Linked DNA regions of Mus musculus: region 1 is linked to region 2. Evidence: chromatin contacts called from public HiChIP or PLAC-seq data. All regions are on one chromosome and are shown on one strand. The core of a region is the stretch at or near the end of the contact, and the rest is flanking DNA. Distances in the headings are between cores, read along the strand shown. Region 1 holds the start of Olfr111 (olfactory receptor 111). Region 2 holds the start of H2-M3 (histocompatibility 2, M region locus 3).

The links. HiChIP or PLAC-seq counts read pairs in DNA pulled down with a chosen protein or histone mark.
Region 1: an H3K27ac HiChIP or PLAC-seq map of bone marrow-derived dendritic cells shows a contact between it and region 2, with 5 times the contacts expected there. The contact joins the promoter of Olfr111 here to the promoter of H2-M3 in region 2. A contact is called at or near these places in 2 of 484 Hi-C or Micro-C datasets (bone marrow-derived macrophages and cerebral cortex), 4 of 115 datasets of contacts at active chromatin or transcription factors (bone marrow-derived dendritic cells, bone marrow-derived macrophages and microglia) and 2 of 9 other capture datasets (adipose tissue and macrophages).

Annotation. Positions count from the first base shown.
Region 1 is chr17:37,523,981-37,531,225 of GRCm38.p6, forward strand. It overlaps Olfr111 (olfactory receptor 111), which reads left to right and starts at 5,977. Exons shown (of 1, transcript NM_001005485.2): 1 at 5,977-7,017. The coding sequence starts at 5,999. The coding sequence ends at 6,952.
Region 2 is chr17:37,265,823-37,272,767 of GRCm38.p6, forward strand. H2-M3 (histocompatibility 2, M region locus 3) reads left to right here and starts at 4,412. Exons shown (of 8, transcript NM_013819.2): 1 at 4,412-4,512; 2 at 4,700-4,969; 3 at 5,176-5,451; 4 at 6,447-6,722; 5 at 6,826-6,930. The coding sequence starts at 4,440. It also overlaps the pseudogene Gm25104.

The DNA.
Region 1 (7,245 bases), core at 4,727-7,226, 260 kb after region 2:
CACATTTTTTGTATCCATTCCTCTGTTGAGGGGCATCTGGGTTCTTTCCAGCTTCTGGCTATTATAAATAAGGCTGCTATGAACATAGTGGAGCATGTGTCCTTCTTACCGGTTGGGGCATCTTCTGGATATATACCCAGGAGAGGTATTGCGGGATCCTCCGGTAGTACTATGTCCAATTTTCTGAGGATCCGCCAGACTGATTTCCAGAGTGGTTATACAAGCTTGCAATCCCACCAACAATGGAGGAGTGTTCCTCATTCCCCACATACTTGCCAGCATCTGCTGTCACCTGAATTTTTGATCTTAGCCATTCTGACTGGTGTGAGATGGAATCTCAGGGTTGTTTTGATTTGCAGTTTGAGAGAGAACATTTTCTTTTTTTGTTTATTTTTTTATTAGATATTTTCTTTATATACATTTCAAATGCTATCCTGGAAGTTCCCTATACCCTCCCTGCTTCCCTACCCACCCACTTCCACTTCTTGGCCCTGGCATTCCCCTGTACTGAGGCATATAAAGTTTGCAATACCAAGGAGCCTCTCTTCCCAATGATGGCCAACTAGGCCATCTTATGCTACATATGCAGCTAGAGACATGAGCTCTGGGGGTACTGGTTAGTTCGTATTGCTGTTCCATCTATAGGGTTGCAGACCCCTTCAGCTCCTTGGGTGCTTTCTCTAGCTTCTCCATTTGGGGCCCTGTGTTCCATCTTATAGATGACTGTGAGCATCCACTTCTGTATTTGTCAGGCACTGGCATTTTCTTAAAGGATGGGAAAGAAGGGAGAGTTGGTAATATGACATAAGTTGAGAAACTGGAGAGGAAGTTGGTCAGCAGCTTGTGGCTTTGGGTATGAGGGAAGGGAGTGTAGGAGTGATGATAAAATGGAACAAATGTGACACTTATATCTCAAAATGCAATGAATAAATTATTCCCTTGCTATGTTAAAATGTTAACTAAAAAATGAACAAAACCTAGGACCAATAGGGACACAAAAGGAAAAAAAAAATAGGAAAAAAACCCTGACAAAATGGACACTTCTTTCCAGCTCTTTGACATTGGTATCTGCTTCGATAGCTTAAATACGAAAGGGTCACCTGTGACCTCTATTATGTTCTCTGTTCTCACAGTACAGTGAATGCTGTTTGAGGACAGATTGTCATGAGCATGTTAGTGTCAGGGATGAATTTTGTTTGGCAGTTTCTCTCATTTTGCATACCAGGAACTTGCTTGGTATCACTGAGCTTTGCAGCCCATGGGTTAGATGAGTTTTCACCTGCTCCAGGGTGTCCCAGTTTACATACCAAGTGGGATCAAATGTCCAAAACAAGGGTGGATAAAATAGGATATATGTTATCTACCTATTTCAGGGAAATAAAATTGGAACATTGAGCTCAGCATTAGATGGGGAGACATACAGGGTCTAGGCACTATGTTAAATTTTTACATATTGTCTTCTTTGTAAAGGAATACCTTAATCACAATTTAAATGTAAAACAAACCCACAACTTTATTTTCAAGAAGAAATTTGCAGCTCAGAGAATCCTAAAATTTCCTCAGAGTGGCAGTTGAGGAAGAGAAAAGGGGAAGTGTGGGGAGGTGGTTCAGTGTTCAGTGCTAGCATGGTTTTCTCACTTTCTCACACTGTGAGACAAGAGACAGACTCTTGAGCACACTCGTGATACCAGAAGGAAAGTCAGGAGGCCTTGAAGTCATAGTAGGGAAGAAAGAAACCTGAAATAACTTTGGTCAGCTCAGTTCCACATAAAGCCACAGTCTCATCTTTGGACAAAAAAGGAAAACCAAACCAAACTAAGATGTGGGATTTGCTATGTCTGGAGGGTATTGTCCCATGAATTTGCCTGCAGAGACTAAGGTAGCTCTTGGCACTCTTAGACTCTCCAGGGATATTATTCTGCATCTCTTAAGAGCAGCCTGATGGCAGCAGCTCTTAGAGTCTGTATGGTGATTTCTGTTGAATATTTTTGATCACAGCTACGTAAGTAGTTTTTATTTGTATAGCTATAACTCCATTACTTTTAGAGATTGACTTTTCTGTGTTGACCTTTTGATGCTGAGAAAGGAAGGCATAAGGACCAGAGGGCTGCCAAGCTAAAGTATCCAAACTTTCTGTCCCAGGAAGTGAGGGGCTGTATTTGGATGTTTGTGCATACTGGGAGAGGGGGGTCTTTAATTTTGATTAATTTCTATGTGATAGGTCTTTGTTAGCCTGCTGATTCTTTATTTAATAAAGGAACTACTGATTGGATTGCAGAGAATAGTCAGGAGGATACTTTGTATTCCTTACAAGAATTGTCTGATAGTGTTGCATCTATCACTTATTTATTATTGGGCTCTTGTGTTAAGATTTTACATGTTTTTTTTTAATGTGCTTTCAGTGACAGGTAATGGCCAATACACTTTCCCCCAGTTGTCTGCAGAAGGTATAGTTTAGATGACCTGGACAATGCAAAGATTCTGCATTTCTAAGGCTGTTCTCTTCAGTACTTTCTATAAAGAGAGTCATTAGATTCCTTAGACATGAAAGTTCCTTAAGAGAGAGGACATTTTTCGCTTAAACGTTTGGAATAAATTTCCCTGTAGGTGCTTAAAAACTGTCCTTGAGTTCTCACCATGCAAGATTCCTAAAAATAAAATAAAATAAAATAAAATAAAATAAAATGAATCTTTTTTCTTTTTTCTCGTGTTATATGGTCTAGTTTTGCAAGAGAAGAAAAAAGGGTCACTTTCCCTGTACTTCTGAGTGAGCACTTATTTTTTTTATTGGTGATTTATTGTGCCCAGGCTGTTTGGTGCTGAGTTAGCCTATCTCATTCAGGAAATAGTTACAAAATTTTATTCTAGATTTGGAAACAGAAATATTTCTGGTTTTAGTGTGGATTTGTTAAGTGTCTGACCTTAGTTATTCTTTATAATGGCAAGTTTTTTAACTTCTCTCATTTCTAATATGATGGTTTTTAGGAACTTTCCCCCAAGATTTTCAGCATTCCAACCATGTAAAAGGCAAGAACTTTTCTTTCCTTTCCTTTTTCCTTTCTTTCTTCCTTGGAAATTTTACTAGTGTCTGACATTCCAAAAGGGTTGGGTTATTGCTCACTTTTTAAACACATACATTCATTACTTTACTAGAAAATACTTAAGGTGGGGTATGTATTCTGAAAAGATTTATCACTGGAATAGATGATTAAAGTCAGAAAAATAAACAGATTATACTTAATTTTCATAGCTGATCTTGAACCAAAGGCCCCTGAGTTTCCAAGAAGGGAAAAACATCTTTTTGTAACTGAATGTAAAGGTGTCATTTAAATTGAGGTTTGAATAAATAAAGACTGACAGACAGAAATAGGGTTAGGAAGAAACATACAGGTTATGTGTCTATAAATACTAGACTTATGAAGCCTGTCTTGGGAAAACTGTCAAGGCTGTAACCCTAGTGGAGAAATATTCATGGTTTCAGTTATTCTATGTATCTGCTTTACCATGAGAGAGCTTGCTGATGAACGAGAACAAAGAAGAGAAAAGAAGATATCAGGGCACAGGATACTTGGTGTGAGACTAGTTGTCAAAACCTATGTGCCTCAGAGCCTCAGTTTGCTCTCTGAGTGTGAAACAGACACTGAAGAGGGAAGAGAACTGTCACCCTGTTGCTCCCTCTGTCACTAGGCTCTAGATTGCTGATATCATAAGGCCTTTTCATGAAGAAACAGTCATCCACACGAAAAGTTTCTCATGAAATCATCTCAGTGGGTAACTAGGGTTTTTCTTGGACTTACAAACAACATCCTTGCATGAGGCTTTATACTTCAACTCTGATTTAGAGCTCCCTGGGTTTCTTTATTCTATTTTTGTCCTTGTCTTTCTTTTATGTATAGATAATGAGTGTGGCAAATTAATTGAGGCCTTAAAAATGTTCATCTCCTTATCCCTTCCTTTCTTTCATCTGCTTCCATTCACATGTATGTTGATATACCACGATTTATCTTTGTAGTTCATACATTCCTGTTACGTGAAATATTACAAAAAGAACTAGCAAACTCTCAGGAGGGTCAGGCCATGCTCCTGTGCTCCTGGTGCTGCTGCCTACTCTCTGGGGCTTCTAAAGTTCAACTACTAATTCTCTTAATATTTACTTGGGTATCTCAAAGATGCCTCCAGTTGCACATAGCCACAACTGAAACATGATCTACACCAGCTATATTCTACGGACCACTGTCTTTGTTTCATTGAGAAACTCCACAGGCCATTTTTTAAACTAGGAGCACAGGACACAGATGATGGCTTCAAATGGACTGAAATGTGACTCTCAATATTGCCATATTTTAATCAGTATCATTTCAAGAAAATTATTTAACCCCTGTATCTTTTCTAACATGAAGGAGATCCCCTCAGAATTATCCCATGTCTCATTTAAAAAGTATTTAACATAATTCTATTATCATCCTAGACCTGTATTCCTTGCTCATTTTGAATTTTAGAGATGATATTCCCTGATGTCACCCAGCTTCTTGATGTCTTTTCAACCCAGTTCTCTAGAGTGAAGTTCAATGACCCTTTTCTGGATGACTGAAAGAGCAAATCCATTGGGCTCATTTCATCTGCTTCTCCCCACCCACACCCTGATTTCATTGTCTGTACCCTTGCTTTATTTTGACAAATATTTAATATTTTATTTTGGGAACACTTGTCTTTCTCAGAACACAGACATCTCATGACCTTGTATTTTTTCCTATTACTCTTATATCTTAATGATTTCATCTTTCCCGAAGAAGTCTCTTGCCTTTGCTCCCTGAAGTGCAGCATCTTTGCTTACATTAAGGTCTCATGCTTCCCCTACACCTGGCTCCTTTTCATGTGCCCTTGTTTTTATGTGAAGAGATTTCTACTTTTAGCTCCTGATCTACTCAACTCATGTTCATGTTCATTCATGAGGCTCAAATAAATTTTTTCTGGGAAGTTTTTGTATTCAGACTAGGTCATCTTCTTTACTGTTTTCCTTTACAGTGGTAATTATGCTTATTAGATATTATGAAATTATTTTATGCAAGATAACCTTCAGTATATCATTCTAGGGCATGGTTAAATTCTGTCTTGTCATCTGTAGTAAACATGCCCATATGTGGCATACAGAGTTATGAAAATATGCTTGCTAAATAAAATGAACAGAAAACATGAGCCTATATAATTGGCTTAATTCTTCCACAGAAGCCCAAATTAAAAAAAAATAATAATAAAAGCAGAGCAGATATAAGAAGTAGATAAGATGTGAATCGGAAAATAGGATTTGGAGATTTTTCTTGAGTGGAATGAATGTTGTGCTACAAATTTCACTTATTCTGGTGATGAGAGATATTACACTATAAAAATGAAAAACTTTTTCCAATTTTCCTTTCCCACCACTGAAAACTCTTCACAGTAGTTCACAAAAAGTGAGGGGAGTTTTTAAAAATACAGACAGATTGGTTTGCAAACTTGTAATTGAAATGTATAAAATTGTATATGTCACAGAAATCAATGAAATACATACTTTGAATAAATAAGCAATATTTTTCATTTATTGACATTAAAAAGGAAAACATTTTATTTATCTCAACTTTTTTATTTATGTAATTATTATCACACACATATATGGTGTAATTTTGTAATTGAACTGTTATGTAGTAATTCTTCTTGCAATTAAAATATTTTATGAAAAGAGAAGCCTTAAAAATAGAATCCCACTGTGATCTTTCTCAGTTTAAAATGTTAGTATTATATATCCATAGGAACTTGATTCCTGGGAGAAACACTGAGAGTATGCACATATATCTTGAGAGGCAGGTATGGGTTGTGTCTTGCAAAGAACTGCTTCATTCGTGGTTCAGTATCCAATGTAGTCGGTGGTGACATTATTGGTACTAGCACTTGCTTTGTTGTTTTGCAGACTATTATCAATGCACCTGTTTGTCAAATTCACAAAGGCAAACCAGCTGACATCATGGAAGGAAAGAATCAAACAGCTCCATCTGAATTCATCATCTTGGGGTTCGACCACCTGAATGAATTGCAGTATTTACTCTTCACCATCTTCTTTCTGACCTACATATGCACTTTAGGAGGCAATGTTTTTATCATTGTGGTGACCATAGCTGATTCCCACCTACACACACCCATGTATTATTTCCTAGGAAATCTTGCCCTTATTGACATCTGCTACACTACTACTAATGTCCCCCAGATGATGGTGCATCTTCTGTCAGAGAAGAAAATCATTTCCTATGGAGGCTGTGTGACCCAGCTCTTTGCATTCATTTTCTTTGTTGGCTCAGAGTGTCTCCTCCTGGCAGCAATGGCATATGATCGATATATTGCTATCTGTAAGCCGTTAAGGTACTCATTTATTATGAACAAGGCCCTGTGCAGCTGGTTAGCAGCCTCATGCTGGACATGTGGGTTTCTCAACTCAGTGTTGCACACCGTTCTGACCTTCCACCTGCCCTTCTGTGGTAACAATCAGATCAATTATTTCTTCTGTGACATACCTCCCTTGCTCATCTTGTCTTGTGGTGATACTTCCCTCAATGAACTGGCTTTGCTGTCCATTGGGATCCTCATAGGCTGGACTCCTTTCCTGTGCATCATCCTTTCCTACCTTTACATCATCTCCACCATCCTGAGGATCCGTTCCTCTGAGGGGAGACAGAAAGCCTTTTCCACCTGTGCCTCCCACCTGCTCATTGTTATTCTCTATTATGGCAGTGCTATCTTCACGTATGTGAGGCCCATCTCATCTTACTCGCTAGAGAAAGACAGATTGATCTCAGTGCTGTATAGTGTTTTCACACCCATGCTGAATCCTATAATTTATGCACTGAGGAATAAGGACATCAAAGAGGCTGTGAAGGCCATAGGGAGAAAGTGGCAGCCACCTGTTTTCTCTTCTGATATGTAACATCTCTTATGTGTGGTCAATGATCTTACATTAGAAATTTAACTTTTTCACCATGCAGTTGTTGCTAGTTACAATGACTTAAAATCTTCTTGCGATATTTGAAAACTGAAGAGTTGGCACACTGAACCTTAAGTGTACGTTTCTGTTTTGTTAGTCTCTAATTGAGTTACTTATTTAGTTTCTGTCCTTTTTATTTGTCTTCTCCATTTTGGAATCCTCGTCTAAAGATGGTTCCTCTCTCATTCCATTTCTATTTGCTTGATAGACTTCATGGCTTATTACTTGTGAAAGTC
Region 2 (6,945 bases), core at 3,162-5,661:
TCCAGTAATTATCTTATTTCTTCCTTCATCTTAGGAACATGACTGAATTCAAGTATCAAATTAGTCTGATTAGATGAACAAGAAGAAAATGTGTAAATCTTTTCAAATGTTTGGCATAGGAGGCATCCTATGGAAGCAATGAACCACAGAAAACCATAAAATAGAAATTTCACCAATCCTACAGTCAGTTATTCTAAGTATAGATTCTCATTTGTCCCCCTTGGTCACAGCATAAAAATTACTGGAGATTTTTAAAAACTATAGTATATATTTTTTCAAGTGTTTCAATTCCTATTCTATACAAAGGTTGGGCAGAATTAAAATATTCAATCTTTTTAGCTACTCAATGTGACCAGTAGAAAAAGCAATGTACCTAATGCATTTACTAATAAGTATAAATTATATGGTGTCTTAAAATAACATTATTTCCATTCATGACCAAGAGATATTGCTCCTAAAACCCACCTGGGATTACTGTTACCTATGTGTAATGCTCTGAGCTCTCCAGTGCCTTCCATGTTATTTGAAGGTCTAACACACTGTGGTGAACTAGAAGACCCTGCATCACCTTCCTCCTCTATTTGTGCATCTCTCTCTGCTTTTTAATTTCCTGTCTCAACCACACCGACCGCCAATTCAGCACCAGTTCTCCACTGGAGTGAAGGTTCTTGCACTTGTCTACATGTCTACATGGATAATTCCATCATTTTTACTCTAAACTCTGTGTTTTCTATCTCTTATAAACACACACACACACACACACACACACACACACACACGCACACACACAGAGTTGTTGCCCTTCTCTGCTCTGTTGTTATCAATAGATTGGATCTTAATTTGGTGTATTGAGTCTTATTACATATCTCCAACTTAAAAGAAATAACTAGGGAGAAACAAAAATACTTTTTAAATTTTCTCAATACTGTAACCAACCTCAGCATCTAAAACAACACCTATCATTTTTACCTGCCCTCTGTGCGTTTACTGGGCTAAGAGCCTATATTATTACCTAGTCAGTGTTTGATAGCAAACTTCATGAGATCATATTTACTTGTTATCACAGTTTGCATCTACACTTTATCCACAAGATTCCCCTGATCATGATGTTAAATTTAATGATAATTAGAACACATGAAAACAACACACCAAAGACAAGTGATCTATGTCCTAGACTGAGTAAATGACTTTAGCAACAGAGGCATAGTGGTTTTGTCATTTTATTGTCCTGTATGATGTATTCAGATTAGTTGGCCTCAGAAGCAGTATGGAAATTTCACTATATTATCAGTGACTCAACACAGACAGCAAGGAGATGGCTGCCATGCACACACGTGGAGGAGAAATGTTCTCAATTAGCAATAATCTTGCCTTGGATAAACCTCATTGGCTACGATACTGCCACTGTGAAAAGCTAGGAGAAATGTTCTAAATGTAACTGTTGATGGTAGGACATTTCAAGAATCACAAATCATATTAACTGACACACATGGCCAAGGATTTGGGACTATGTACAAGAAATGATGTAAGAAGTATATCCTATTACAGTTCACAAATTATTTTTATCTTTTCTGATAATATATTCACCCCTTTCCACTATAAACACTCCTACATAGTCATGTGTTTATTTAACACCAAATATAACCTAATTTGTTACCAACACTGGAACATAACCTGCTACTTTGATGAATATTGATTTTAACAGATAATTCAGATAAGAGATGAATACTCTAATTCTTTGGTCTTTCTCCCTTCTCCTTATCTCCTCTCTCATTCTTACATGAATGCATATGCCCAACTCTATCACCAGATCCACTAAAGTCTCTCTCTCTCTCTCTCTCTCTCTCTCTCTCTCTCTCTCTCACACACACACACACACACACACATCCTGAATATATTTACAACATATCAAATGCTTGATCACACAGCCTATCCTGAGATCTGAAAGTTTCACGGACACCCAGAGTACACATCCCTCTCCCACAAATCTATAAACAAACCAGGAAAATAAAAGATTTCCAGACAGTGACTTATACAGTGAACCTACTCTGTCTATGGTGTAATTTTCACCACCTGCAATTAAAGATGTCCCCCACTTACCCTCACTCACCCATTGCTGTGGTCTAAACTTCCTTTCAACAGAGGGAAAAAAAATAAGACCCTGTAAATCCATGTGAAGGCACATTACACATAAGCCAAGATTTCAAGAGATAGAGGGTCACTAGGCCCTCTGCACATATGTAACAGTTGCTCAGCTTGGTCTTCTTGTGGGACTCCTAACGGCAGGAGCAGGGGCTGTCTCTGACTCTGTTGTCTGCCTTTGAATTCCTTTTCCCTAACTGGGATGCCTTACCTAGCTTCAGTAGGAGAATATGTGCCTAGTCTTCACTGCAAGTTGAAATGCTAAGGAGGGTTGATATCCATTGGAGGATCCTTTTGTGAGGAGAGAGGGAGGGGAGTGGAAAGGGAGAGATTGGGAAGAAAGGAGAAAGGGGAAACTGTGATAGGGATTTAAAGTATAAAAAAAAACTGAATTAATAATTTTTTAAAAAAGAGTTGAAAAGGTTAGTTCACCTGAGCTACATTGAGATTTTCACACTAGCTTGGCCTATAGGACAACTTGTCTAAGGAAGGATGGGAGTGAGGGATGAAAGAAGGGAGGGGTAAAAGAGAAAGTGAGAGATATAGAAATAGGGGGAAATGAGAGAAATTTTATGCCAGTATTACATCAGTCTAAGCTGCAGTACATACTTTAAAATGGATAGATGAATTTACTTATACTTACAATACTTAATCTCAGCAGATCTCACTTTGTGTTCTGACAGAGGGAAGACCAGAATGAACCCTCTCATACTTTCCCAGCAGCATCTTGGGCATTAACATCTTGGGGTTTTCTCTCCAAGGAATCACTCTGTCCAAATTTCATTTCCCATAAGAATCAAGCCACTCATTTTCTTTTTGTTCTAGTCATTTCATTGATGTTGAAAATAATAACATTTTGGTAAAACCTTTGGCCAATTACAAGAGAGGAAAGGGTGGCAATAATATCAAAGGTGGGGCAGCGCCACAGCAGTTCTTGAGAAATCCAACATATAGTGAATGCAGAAAGTCATGAAACTTAGAGTAATATACTGCAAATTAAAATGACGAGCTTTAAGCTGAGTTCTACTGACACCGTGGATCATTTGTGATCAAACATGGAGTCTGAACCAGGCATGGCATTGCACACCTTTGACCCCAACACTCAGGAGGCAGAGGCAGGAGGATCTCTGTGAGTTCAAGGCCACATCAACTACCAATTGAGTCCAGGACAGATAGGACTAAGAAACCCTGTCTCAAAATATAAAACAAGACAAAACAACATGGAAATTGAGCAATAGGGGTGAGAGTTTGGCTAATTTACCTGTAGGGACTGCTGTTTATATACAGCAAGTGGGCCTATTGAAATACAGCATACCATCTAAACAGTTCATTTATGACATTTGTGACTAATATGATTTCTGAGTGAAAATTGAGTAATCATATTGTCTATGGCAAACCATCAAACTGCTAAAATCAACTTTAGATTCATTAGTCTTTATCTCAATATTTTTGTTTAAATATTGTCCTTGTTTTCTATCTGCCAGAGCTATTTCCCAAATTGCCAACTGTGTTAATGAATCTGCATCCAAGTCAGTTTCCTGTGCCTACACTGATTCCAAGAACTCTTGCTTGGATCCCCAGTGGGATGGGAGGACTTTAGAGCTTGCAAACAAGAAAAACTCAGGGGCTTCCACTCCTAATAACTAAAAGGTTTGACCATAAGACCTCTTGGAACATTTCTTACCAGAGCTCCTCATCTCACTGTGTTACTGAACTCCCTAGCTGAAGACAACCTTGAACTCCTTCCAAAATCCTATATGTCCTGGAGACTGGGTTTATAAGTGTGCACCCCAAGTGATAATTATTGGTAGACCTAACTCATAAAACTTATCCATGGAGTTTGCCTGGGTCTTATTTCCAGAACTCATGTGGCAATTGATAGGACCAGTATCACAAGTTCCAGGGTGTCAGATGCCCACTTCTAGCCTCTGCTGTCACCAGGCATTCATGAGGTGCACATACATAAATATAAGCAAAACATCAGTACACATAAAACAAAACGAAAAAAAAACCGTTTTGTTTGTTTTAGAGAACATACTGATCCTAGAATATTAAAAATGTTCTAGGAAACGTGACATTAAGTACTCAGTGTAGGAGAACAGAGATCAAATCCAAGCCCAGTTTCCAGGTTTAACCCAGCATTGGAGATTCCCCCATTTCCTCTGAGGTTTCACTTCTCTGTAACTCTGTAAACTTTGTCGGGTACTTTTGCCCGGATACTGATGACGCTTCTCCAATTCCCATTCTAATTGGTTGGCGTGTACTTAGCGAATCTAATCAGGGCTACCACGGGAAGGATGGGGTCCTCAAGCAACCGCGCTCTCCTGCACATGGTGGTGGTCTCTTTGGCTGTTACCCAAACAGGTTCTGGTGAGTTCAGGGGTCGGGAAGTAAATAACCTCTAAAGAGAGGATCACGGCATCGGGACCAGGTGCTCGGGGATCCCTTTTCTGCCGGGACCTGAGTTCCGCTCCCTGCCCCACCCCCAACCCAATGCTTGTTCACTGGCCCGGGGTTATCAGGGAAGAGTTCTGAAGTTACCCTGCCTCGCCCCCAGGCTCACATTCACTGCGCTATTTCCACACTGCGGTGTCACGGCCGGGCCGTGGGGAGCCCCAGTATATCTCTGTGGGCTATGTTGACGACGTGCAGTTTCAGCGCTGTGATAGCATTGAGGAAATTCCGAGGATGGAACCTCGTGCACCTTGGATGGAGAAGGAAAGACCAGAGTACTGGAAGGAGCTGAAACTCAAGGTCAAGAATATTGCACAAAGTGCCAGAGCAAACCTTCGGACCCTGCTCCGCTACTACAACCAGAGTGAAGGCGGTGAGTGACCCTAAGCCTGGGTCAGACTCCTTCCTGTCTGTCTACTGCCAAACCAGAGTAGCCCTGGGTGCCAGGTTAGATGTTTGGAGTTGGGCTTCAGAGCTCTCAGAAACCTTTAACCGGTTTCACTTTCAGTTTAGGTCCAAATCCTGTTGGCGGGCGGAGCAGGGTGAGGTGGCTAAGGCTGACACCCTGTTTGTGGCTAGGCTCTCACATCCTGCAGTGGATGGTTTCCTGTGAGGTAGGGCCAGACATGCGCCTTCTTGGAGCCCACTATCAGGCTGCGTATGATGGCTCAGATTACATCACCCTGAATGAAGACCTGAGCTCCTGGACTGCAGTGGACATGGTGTCTCAGATCACGAAGAGCCGTTTAGAGTCAGCTGGCACAGCAGAGTACTTCAGGGCCTATGTGGAGGGAGAGTGCCTGGAGCTGCTCCACAGATTCCTGCGGAATGGCAAGGAGATTCTTCAGCGAGCAGGTATGAGGAACAACTAGGAACCACTTTTAGTAAGCAAAGATAACCCCCTCAAACATACAAGTGAGGCTCTTGATGTCTGGGGAGGGAGGAAATACCAGATCCGCTGGAATACTGCACAAGGAGGAGGAAGAGTGGTACTGGCCTTCCTGATCCAACATCAGAGAGTGACTGTCCCCAGGGCTGACCCTACTTTCAGAACATTTGAATCTGTCCCAGAATGGAAGGAGAAAACACCCTGAGATACACAACCAACCACTTCCATTCAGTCTGCAGCTCATTGTGTACCATGGCCTCTTTCAGGTCTGGTTCTCTCAACACCCCTAATGTCTTTGGAAGTCACACTGCACTAATGCTGTGAGTCTCTGCTCAACCTAATCAGGACTAGAGATGGGAAATGTGAAGCTCCCTACTAGATTTTCTCTTAGGGCTTCTATTGCTACAAAGAAACACCATGGCCAAAAGCAAGTTGGGGAAGAAAGGGTTTATTTGGCTTACCCTTTCAGCACTGTTTGTCATTGAAGAAAGTCAGGACAGAAAGTCAAATAACTGATCTACATGACATGGAGGAGTGCTGCTTCCTGTCTTGCACCCCATGGCTTGCTCAGCCTGCTTTCTTATAGAACCCAGACCTCAAGCCCAGCGATGGAACCACCCACAATGAGTTGGGCCCCACAGCATCAATCACTAATTAAGAAAATGACCTCTAGTCTTGCCTACAATTTGATCTTATGCTGTCATTTTGTTAACGGAGATTCCCTCCTCTCATATAACTTTAGTTTGTGTCAAGTTGACATAAAACTATCCAGTGCACTAACCCTGATTTTAGAACATTCCAAGGAATGGATCATGATAGGTCCCTGGATCCAGACTCCCGTATGGTGCTTACATCCCTCCTGTGCCCTAATTCTGTCCATCCAGAGGATGCTCCTATGATCTCCAATGACTCTCCAAAAATAATGCAAAATACTTGAATTTTCCACCTTTCCCCCACCCAGATCCCCCAAAGGCACATGTGGCCCATCACCCGAGACCCAAAGGTGATGTTACCTTGAGGTGCTGGGCTCTGGGCTTCTACCCTGCTGACATCACCCTGACCTGGCAGAAGGATGAAGAGGACCTGACCCAGGACATGGAGCTTGTGGAAACGAGGCCTTCAGGGGATGGAACCTTCCAGAAGTGGGCAGCTGTGGTGGTGCCTTCTGGAGAGGAGCAGAGATACACATGTTATGTGCACCATGAGGGGCTAACCGAGCCCCTTGCCCTGAAATGGGGTAAGGAAGAGAAGGGTAACAGAGTCAAGGAAAGAAGGAGCCTAGATTAAGATCAGAACTGAGAACTGGGCATCATGACTCTCACCCTCCACTCCTTTCCCAGGAAGATCGTCTCAATCATCTGTCGTCATCATGGTCATCGTTGCTAGTCTGGTTCTCCTGGGAGGTGTGATCACTATTGTTGTGGTGTGCAAGAGGAGGGGTGCAGGTAAGCAAAAGGGTT